Linked DNA regions of Mus musculus: region 2 is linked to region 1. A link is a contact called in public HiChIP or PLAC-seq data. All regions are on one chromosome and are shown on one strand. Each heading gives the region's core, a stretch centred on a gene start, on an enhancer-like site or on the middle of the called end of the contact. The rest is flanking DNA. Distances are from core to core; before and after follow the strand shown.

Region 1 (4,148 bases), core at 1,120-3,619:
AGAATGAGAAAACAAGAACAAGAGAGAGAGAAAGAATGGCAAAACCCCGTCCCTTTTAAGGAGAATTATTCTCCGCCTAGGACGTATTACTCCCTGATTGGCTGCAGCCCATCGGCCCAGTTGTCATCACGAGAAAGGCAGAACACATGGCGGGAAAACTGCCCCTGCACGTGTGCAGATTATGTTTACCACTTAGAACACAGCTGTCAGCGCCATCTTATAATGGCAAATGTGAGGGCGGCTCCTCACAAAAAACTTTCTTGGAAAAAAAGTTAAGAAAAGAAGAGAGACAGAGACTTCTAATCCACATTATCTTTGTACTCAGTCACTCCTGCCTCAGCCTCTGAAGTCACTGAAGTCATGGGATCTCAGGCATGTGCTACCATGTTTGGCATAAATATTGGTACTCTTTGACCCATTCTTTCTACTTTTAGCATGCTGCCTAGGAAGTAGAGCAGAAAGCACAAGTTGTATAGTTATTGTTGTATTAAGTAATAGGGCAGTTGATTAATTATGATCCAGTTATAGCTAAGAATAATTGCTTTAGAGCCTTTATGTTTTAATAGTTTATATTCTCTTCTGTTGCTTTTTATATCTCAGATGTTTTTCTTTATAAGAATCATTTTTCACTCTGTTATTTGACTGGGTGTCTTAGTTTTGGGTTCTTCAGGAAAACAGACTCTGAGATGAAGGTTTTCAAGCTGGAAGTTCATTGGGGCCAGCCCTCCTAACTAGTACTTATTACCGAATGCTGTAAACAAGGATTGGGCAGAAGGAGAAGCTGACCCTCAGATGACCCCGGAAGGAACTCCAGAGTTGGAATGGTAAATCCGACTGCCTAAATCTGAGGGGGTTGAGGGTGGGGGAAAATCTCACTGAATGGAGACTGGCTGTGGGTATGGGTTTTGGGTTTTTTTTTTTTTTTTTTGGTTGTTTGGTTTTTTTGTTTGTTTGTTTGTTTGTTTGTTTTGGTTTGGTTTTTTTTTTTTGTTTTTTTTGGGAGGGGGGTGTTTTCGAGACAGGGTTTCTCTCTATAGTCCTGGCTGTCCTGGAGCTTACTCTGTAGACCAGGCTGGCCTCAAACTCAGAAATCCGCCTGCCTCTGCCTCCCAAGTGCTGGGATTATAGGCGTGGGCCACCACGCCCGGCTGTGGGTGTGTTTTGTGGGTGACTTTGCCCTGGATGGTTCTTAAGTCCAGAGAAAACTCAGCAGATTGGAAATTGGGTACTTCAACAGCAAATCCTTTTTAAGTAGCAATTGGTTTAAGGGAAGGCTGGTATTCAATACAAGCCAGGGAGAACCCATTTGAGATTCTAATTCCTCTCCCATATGTTTAGACAGGGCTAAAAGAAAGCATGGATTTTTTTCCCCCCACAGCACTACTGAGTCTATCCACCTTGAAGATGAGGCCAACCCTCAGAGTTGAATCAGGAGATGAGAATTTGAGCCTTGAAACTATTCCTAATTTTTAAAAATTATTATTCTTTAATTTTTTTTTTTTACAGTCCAGTTGTTATCCTCTTCTTGGTCTGCTTTCTGACTGTTCCTCATTCCATTTCTCTCCCTACCCCACCCCTACCCCTCCCCTCCATTTCCAAGAGGATGTCCCCACCCCACTACCACTACCCCACCAGATCTCCCCACTCCCTGGGGCCTCAAGGCTCTCAAGGGTTAGGCGCGTCTTCTCCCACTGAGGTCAGACCAGGCAGTGCTCTGCTATACCTGTGTATGCTGTGTGGCTGGCAGGTGGCCCAATGTCTGAGAGAGATCTCGGGGGTCCAGGTCAGTTGAGATTGCTGGTCTTCCGATGAGGTCAGCTTCCTCCAGTCCCTCCCCAATTCAACCGGGACGCCCGTGGTTGGATTGGGGAGGGGCCTTGAAGCTTTTTTAAAGTAATTAAACCAATGCTTTAAAGTCTTTGGGCTTTGAAGTTTAGCAAGCTCATCCATATTGCCTTTATGCACTACCCAGCTTATGCACTACCCAGTGCAGACAGATACGGTGGTGTATAAGATGGCGATATAGTTATTACATAGTAAGTGTAAAAAAAAAACAAAAGGAAACAAGAAAACTAAAAAACCTCAAGTTTTAACGTAATGGTCTCAGTTTTGTAAAACCAATGTGCACACTTAAAAAACTCGGGAGAAGACTGGAAACAATGGCCATAGATAGTGGGTGAGAGGGCTGGTGTAATTTCATTCCATATCAGACCAACGAGCAGGATATCCTTGAAGGTTTGACTAGCTCTTCGGTGAAGTCCTAGTGTCCTTCCCTTCGCAGCGCAGGCGCCACCTAGGTTTGTTCCGAGGCACCGGCGACCGGGGCCGGGCAGCTCGCGACCCCAGCGCGGGGACAGCGGGGCGGGCGCGGCGGCTACCCCGCCCCGGGGCGGCACCCCGCTCGGCGGTCGTTCCTCCCAGCCGAACCAGCCTCGCGCAGCCTTAGCCGCCATGTCTTCCGGGGCCAGCGTGAGCGCCCTGCAGCGCCTGGTGGAGCAGCTGAAGCTGGAGGCTGGCGTGGAGAGGATCAAGGTGAGCGTTCGTCCAGCCGGACCCCAGCGCCAGCCCCACGGGCGACCGAGCGGCCCGCAGGAGACCGCGGCCTGGCGGGAGTGGGAGCTACCGGGCCGGGCGCGCACCGGGGCCTCGGGTGCTCGCGAGCCGCGCGTGGATGCGGGGTGGTTTCAGGCCGAATCCCGGGTGCTTCTGGCGACACAGCCTGTCCCAGGGACCAGGTCCGATGGCTCCGTGGGCGTGTCTACAACAGGCTGGCGACACGCTGGCGACCTGGACTCTGCCCACCCGGCTGCGGGAGGATGATGCTTAGAGATGGGGAGGGAGGCCACCGAATGAACAGATGCGAGCGAGATGGATGCTGGAGAAGGATGCTCTGCCTTCCTCTGCTGCCCCATGGGGGATCCTTGAGAGTTGAGGAAGTGAGTTCCGTTTTGGATCTGTGGATTTTACAGAGGTATCCAGGAGAGATTTCGTTGTGTGGACAGACGGCCACAGAAAAAGGCCGAAAGAGGTCATTAAAATATATGAGCGTGAAATAGACAAAGAGCGGAACTTGTAGCGTGCTGCCAGGGACAGTTCAAAGGAGGAAGGTGAGTTGGATTGTCAGGAGAGGGGTGGGGAGGCTAGAGAGATGGCTCAGCTCACTGACTGCTGTTCTGGACGACTCCGGTTCAATTCCCAGCACACACCCAAGGTTGCTCACAACCGTCTGTAACGTCAGTTTCAGGGGACCCGATGTCTTCCTCTGGCTTCCTCAGGCACCAGGCATGCACAAGGTGTGCACAAACATGCAGGCAAAACACCCGCGAGATAAAATTAAAATGAAGGCCCGCAAACACAGCCAAGGATTTACTCTGTTGGCTGAATGTGTGATTGGCAGCTAGTGTGATTCCAAGTGTGTGGGTAGGTATGGACACACCATCATGCTAGTCAGTTCCCTCTGTTTTAGCCCTCGACCTGGTGCTACTCCAGGGAATAGGGAACTCGGGTGGATACGGTAAACTAATACACAAAATTATTTCAGACAACCAGGGACAAGAGGCGCGCAGTACAGAGATGTGCCAGTAAGGTGTAGGGGAAGCCCGACAGGTTAAAAATAAAAAAGTTTTAAAGAAATAACTTCCTTTTTTTCTTCGAAAATAAAAAGGGTTTTGGGTTGATAGGAAAGATTTTTTTTATTTTGTCAAGGAAAATGGAGGCAAGGTGACTGTAGAAGAAACAAGGGTTTGGGGTGACATCTTCGGGGACAGGAAAAAAGGAGATGTGTATAAAGTGCCTCTGATTACGGATTACAGCTTTTGGCGATGGCTGTCTTGTGAAACAGGAAGCTGTGTTTTCTTGTGGGACAGTGAACCAGGAGTTAGCAAAGGGCGAAGGAAGTGCTTACTGTCCACGGTGGAGCTCACCAGCCTGGGCAGTCACAGCCTTGACACCCAGATAGGAGGCCTGTACCGCTTGTGGTTCCTTTTTCCTCGCTAGTATCTGACCACCAAGGATTTTGAGGGCGAAAAACTAAAGAAGTTTGATCCAGACCGTGGATGAGCAAGAAGTATGCCAGAAAGTAAGGGTGGGGTCAGAGGCCTCGGTCTGGCTGGAAAAGGCTGAATTTTGAACCCAGACTAGAAAGAGAA
Region 2 (4,148 bases), core at 698-3,197, 530 kb after region 1:
GCTAGGGCTTCACAGTGAGACCTGATCTGTCTTGGAGGGGAAGGGAGCAGCACCAATCAAAAAGGAAAAAAAAGCAAACAACAAAACAACAACCACAATACCAAGCAACTTCTGAGCTTAAAGTTTATTCTCTTGAAACTCCTCACAGGAATAACAATATGAACCAGCCAGTCCCCCCCACCCCCCAGAGCTCCCAGGGACTAAACCACCAACCAAAGAGAACGCATGGAGGGACCCATGGCTCCAGCTGCATATGTAGCAGAGGATGGCCTTGTCAGACATCAATGAGAGAAGTCCTTGGTGCTGAGAAGGCTTGATGCCCCTGTGTAGGGGAATGCCAGGACAGGGAAGTGGGAGTGGGTGGGTTGGTGAGTAGGGGGAGGGGAAACGAGGGGGATAACATTTGAAATGCAAATAAAGACGATATCTAATTTTTTAAAAAAGGAAAAAAAAAACTTCTCATCAAATGGAGAGAAGTGGGGGGCAGTACACACTGAAAGGTGGGGGATAGAAACCTCACTCATGCACTCAGAAGTGAAGCAGAAATCAGGACATCCCACATCCTCAAACAGGCAAAAATGAAGGGGATTCATCTCCACCAGACTGGCCCCATAGAAACAATGAGAGGTGTCGTACCCCATCAGTGGAAGGCTGCTATCCACTCTGGGAGGTGTGAGCACGTGTGAAAGCTCACAACAGAGCACACACACCTGGGAAAGAAAATCAAACCTCAGCATTCTGAAAACCACCAAACCACAGAGACAGCAAGAAAGGAACAAATGTACCCAGAACCACCAGGAGAAAAACCAGTAAGCGTCTCCTCACTTATCAACAACCACCTTGGATACAAACAGATTATTTACTCAATGAAAGGTATCAGTGAGAAAGGCTCACTGGATGGACTTTAAAAAATGCAGACAGTTACATGTGGTCTATAGGAAAGCATCTTCGCTGGGAAAGGAATACACAGATAAAAAAGGGAGGGGTGGGAAAAGAGCACCATGCAAACGTAAGTCAAAAGGAAATCGGAGTTACTATAATTGTATTAAATTTAACTCAGAATTTAATTGTGTTAGATTAAAATTTATATTTAAAACGTTAATGAGCTGGGCGTGGTGGTGTACTCTTTTAATCCCAGCAGAGGCAAGTGCTAAAGCAGGTGGATGAATCTCTGTGAGTTTAAGGCCAGCCTGGTCTACATAGCTAGTTCTAAACCAGCCAGAGCTACATAGTGAGACCCTTATCTCAAAAAAATAAAAAAAAAATAAGTAAATAACAAACTGTTGAATAAACTGTATGTGTCTGTAATCTTAGCACGAAGGAGGTAGAGGCAAGGCCAAAAGGTTAGTGTTGGTGGGCTGTAGTTTAATCGCAGCACTCGGCAGAGGCAGAGGCAGAGGCAGAGGCAGAGGCAGAGGCAGAGGCAGAGGCAGAGGCAGAGGCAGAGGCAGAGGCAGAGGCAGAGGCAGAGGCAGAGGCAGAGGCAGAGGCAGAGGCAGAGGCAGAGGCAGGCAGATCTCTGTGAGCCTAGTCTACAGAGAAAGTTCCAGACAGCCAGAACTACAAAGAGAAACCCTGTCTTGAAAACTCAGCCTGGGATTCATAAGACCATGTCTTTAAAAAAAAAAAAAATCCAACAGTCAATGAAGCTGTCTCTTCATTAATGAGTGAATAAAATAATAAAGGAAAGAATTCAACAGGAAGAAATAGCTATTCTAAATTCATAAATACACAATGAACTCAGCAGCACTCAGCTATAGAATACAAGCACTATTAGCTATAAAAAGAGAGACAAATTAGAATATATTCAGACCCTTTTTATATCTTCTATTAATATATAATTATCCAAACCAAAATATCCACAAGGAAACATTAAGTCTATACTATATGCCAAAATGGTCTAACAGACTGTTGACCTTGCCTGTCCCCAGCAGGCTGCAGAATAAGCTGTAGGGTATACACTTTCTTCTCGTCAGCAAGTGAGCCATCCTCTAGGGTAGACCATAGGCTAGGATATATATAATTCGAATCTCAGCAAATTCAGTAGAATTTAAATCGTGGCATTATCTTCTCTGAGATAAGAGTCAGCAAGAGAAGCTTTAGAAATTGTACAAATACGTGTAAATTAAGCAACATTCTCATGAATGAACAAGCCATTGAAAAATAAAAAGGGGAAGTTTAAAATGTCTTGAAAGGAATGAAAATGAAAACACAGCATATTGAAACCTTCAGGATTCAGTTAAAGAAACAAAAAAACAAAAAAACAAAAACAGTGCTCAGAGGAAGTCTACAGGAAAGAGTGCTTGCATCAACAAAGTAGATTGCAGACACACAACGGAACAATGTATCATTCGGAACTAGAAGATAAGAACAAAGCAGAACTTAGTGAAAAAGAAAGAAATTACAAATAAGCACATTCTATGACAAGCCTGGGGCTATGGAGGCTCGGGTAGTAAAATGCTCACACTGAAAACACAGGGACCTGAGTTAATTTCCAGAATCCTTATACAAAAAGTCCCGAGTGGTGGCCTGTTGGGTGGCAGAGACAGTTGGATCCCTTGGGGCTCCTTGGCCAGCCCAGCTAGACTAGCCAGTGAGCTTAAATTTAAGACCCCAAACTATGTAACCAGTGGAAGGAAATAGAGGAGAAATGCCTTAGAACAACAGTATTGACGAAGATCTTTTGGGTCTGACCCTTAAAGCACAGGAAACGAAAGCAATAATTGACCATACACACAAATAAATAATAGATTTAAAAAAATATACCAAATAACTGGTGAATATGAAAAGAAAGGGAGACTCACATGCTGTTGGTGAACATATGAATTAATATTGCTACTATTATGGGTAACTTCATTGAAGTGTCTCAGATAATTGACGAGCAAGTTTCTGGTTGTGTCATATGGTGCAGACTTAGGTGGTGTTTTGCTGAGGCAAGACCTGTGAGAGGATACATGGTGTTTGGAAAGAGTGTAAATAGGACTCAGCAGACAGTGACAATACAACTGCATAGCTCTTTGTTGGTCTTGCGTCTTCACTGGTCTTCACTTTGTGAGAGAGGCATGGCAGAGAACTCCAGCTGGTCCTGGTCGCTTCCACTGACTCCTGCTGATTTGGTGGATGCCTGGCAGTTTCTGCTGGATCGTGCCACCACTGCTGATTCATGCTTTCTATCCTGACACCACTGAACTGGACTGCTGGCATCCTGACAAATGGAGATTGAAATGACCCCAATGAACTACTTCTAAACAGGTCCGCATCCCCTTGTCCAAATCTTTTCTCCCTACCTTTGGACAGTGAGCTAGATAGAAAGGAGAGTCAAAGCATTTGAGAACCCTTATTAAAGTAGGTTTTTAAAAAAATCTAAGCCTATGGATAACTAGAACTTGAAGCACCCTATGATCCAGTAATCCACTTAAAATCTACACACTAAAGATCAATGTATATGTTTAATATATCTGTACTCACACATATTGCAGCCAAGAAATGGTTCATGCCTGCAGTCCCAGTACTCAGAAAGCTGCCATCAATTTAAGGCTAGCCTGGACCTCAAAAATAAGACCTGCAGGGCGTGGTGGCACATGCCTTTAATCCCAGCACTTGGGAGGCAGAGGCAGGCAGATTTCTGAGTTCGAGGCCAGCCTGGTCTACAAAGTGAGTTCCAGGACAGCCAAGGCTACAGAGAAATCCTGTCTCGAAAAAAAAGAAAAAAGAAAAAAAAAAAAAAAAGCCCTGCATGCATTATCTTCCCTTTATAGTTGCTATCTATTCTCTCACGTTTTTGTGTTCTCAAAAAACAACAAAAAAAGCAAACTTCTGTTTGTTTTTTTATGAGCTCGAATCTTACTTGGAGTCCAGGGCTTGCCTGAAACTCACTACCTTCTTGACTTAGCCCCCCAATCAGTGAATTACAGGCATGGATCACCACAACCCGCTTTTGATAATGTTCTCCATAGCCATGTCTTTTCTTTGTAGGAGAGACACTGAGATCCTGGACAGCGTGTTGTTGTTTTTCCTTTAACCTCCTCAGCCTTTGTTTTGCAGGCTGTTGCTACTGCCGTTCATGACATTTGCACTCTAGATTTTTCTCCGTGGTGTTGCAAACCATCACAACAACTTGCCCTCTGGAGATTTTCAGCAATTTTAAG

What was found. HiChIP or PLAC-seq counts read pairs in DNA pulled down with a chosen protein or histone mark.
Region 2: a contact with region 1 is called in an H3K4me3 HiChIP or PLAC-seq map of microglia, with 6 times the contacts expected there. The contact joins the enhancer-like site here to the promoter of Gng10 in region 1. A contact is called at or near these places in 12 of 39 promoter capture datasets (the 3T3-L1 cell line, the C10 cell line, the HPC-7 cell line and 8 more), 1 of 15 datasets of contacts at CTCF or cohesin (large pre-B cells), 1 of 484 Hi-C or Micro-C datasets (olfactory sensory neurons), 8 of 115 datasets of contacts at active chromatin or transcription factors (the 230-238 cell line, acute myeloid leukemia, bone marrow-derived macrophages and 4 more) and 2 of 9 other capture datasets (adipose tissue and liver).

Annotation. Positions count from the first base shown.
Region 1 is chr4:59,032,787-59,036,934 of GRCm38.p6, forward strand. It overlaps Gng10 (guanine nucleotide binding protein (G protein), gamma 10), which reads left to right and starts at 2,370. Exons shown (of 3, transcript NM_025277.3): 1 at 2,370-2,532. The coding sequence starts at 2,452.
Region 2 is chr4:59,563,669-59,567,816 of GRCm38.p6, forward strand. No RefSeq gene overlaps it. Among named protein-coding and RNA genes, the nearest start is that of Hsdl2, 16 kb to the right of the region's middle. Within about 2 kb of position 1,948, at least 28 of the 459 cell types and tissues checked have an H3K27ac peak or open chromatin away from gene starts, as enhancers often do. A contact at or near this core is called in the HPC-7 cell line, bone marrow-derived macrophages, hematopoietic stem and progenitor cells and 1 more, where this site is marked.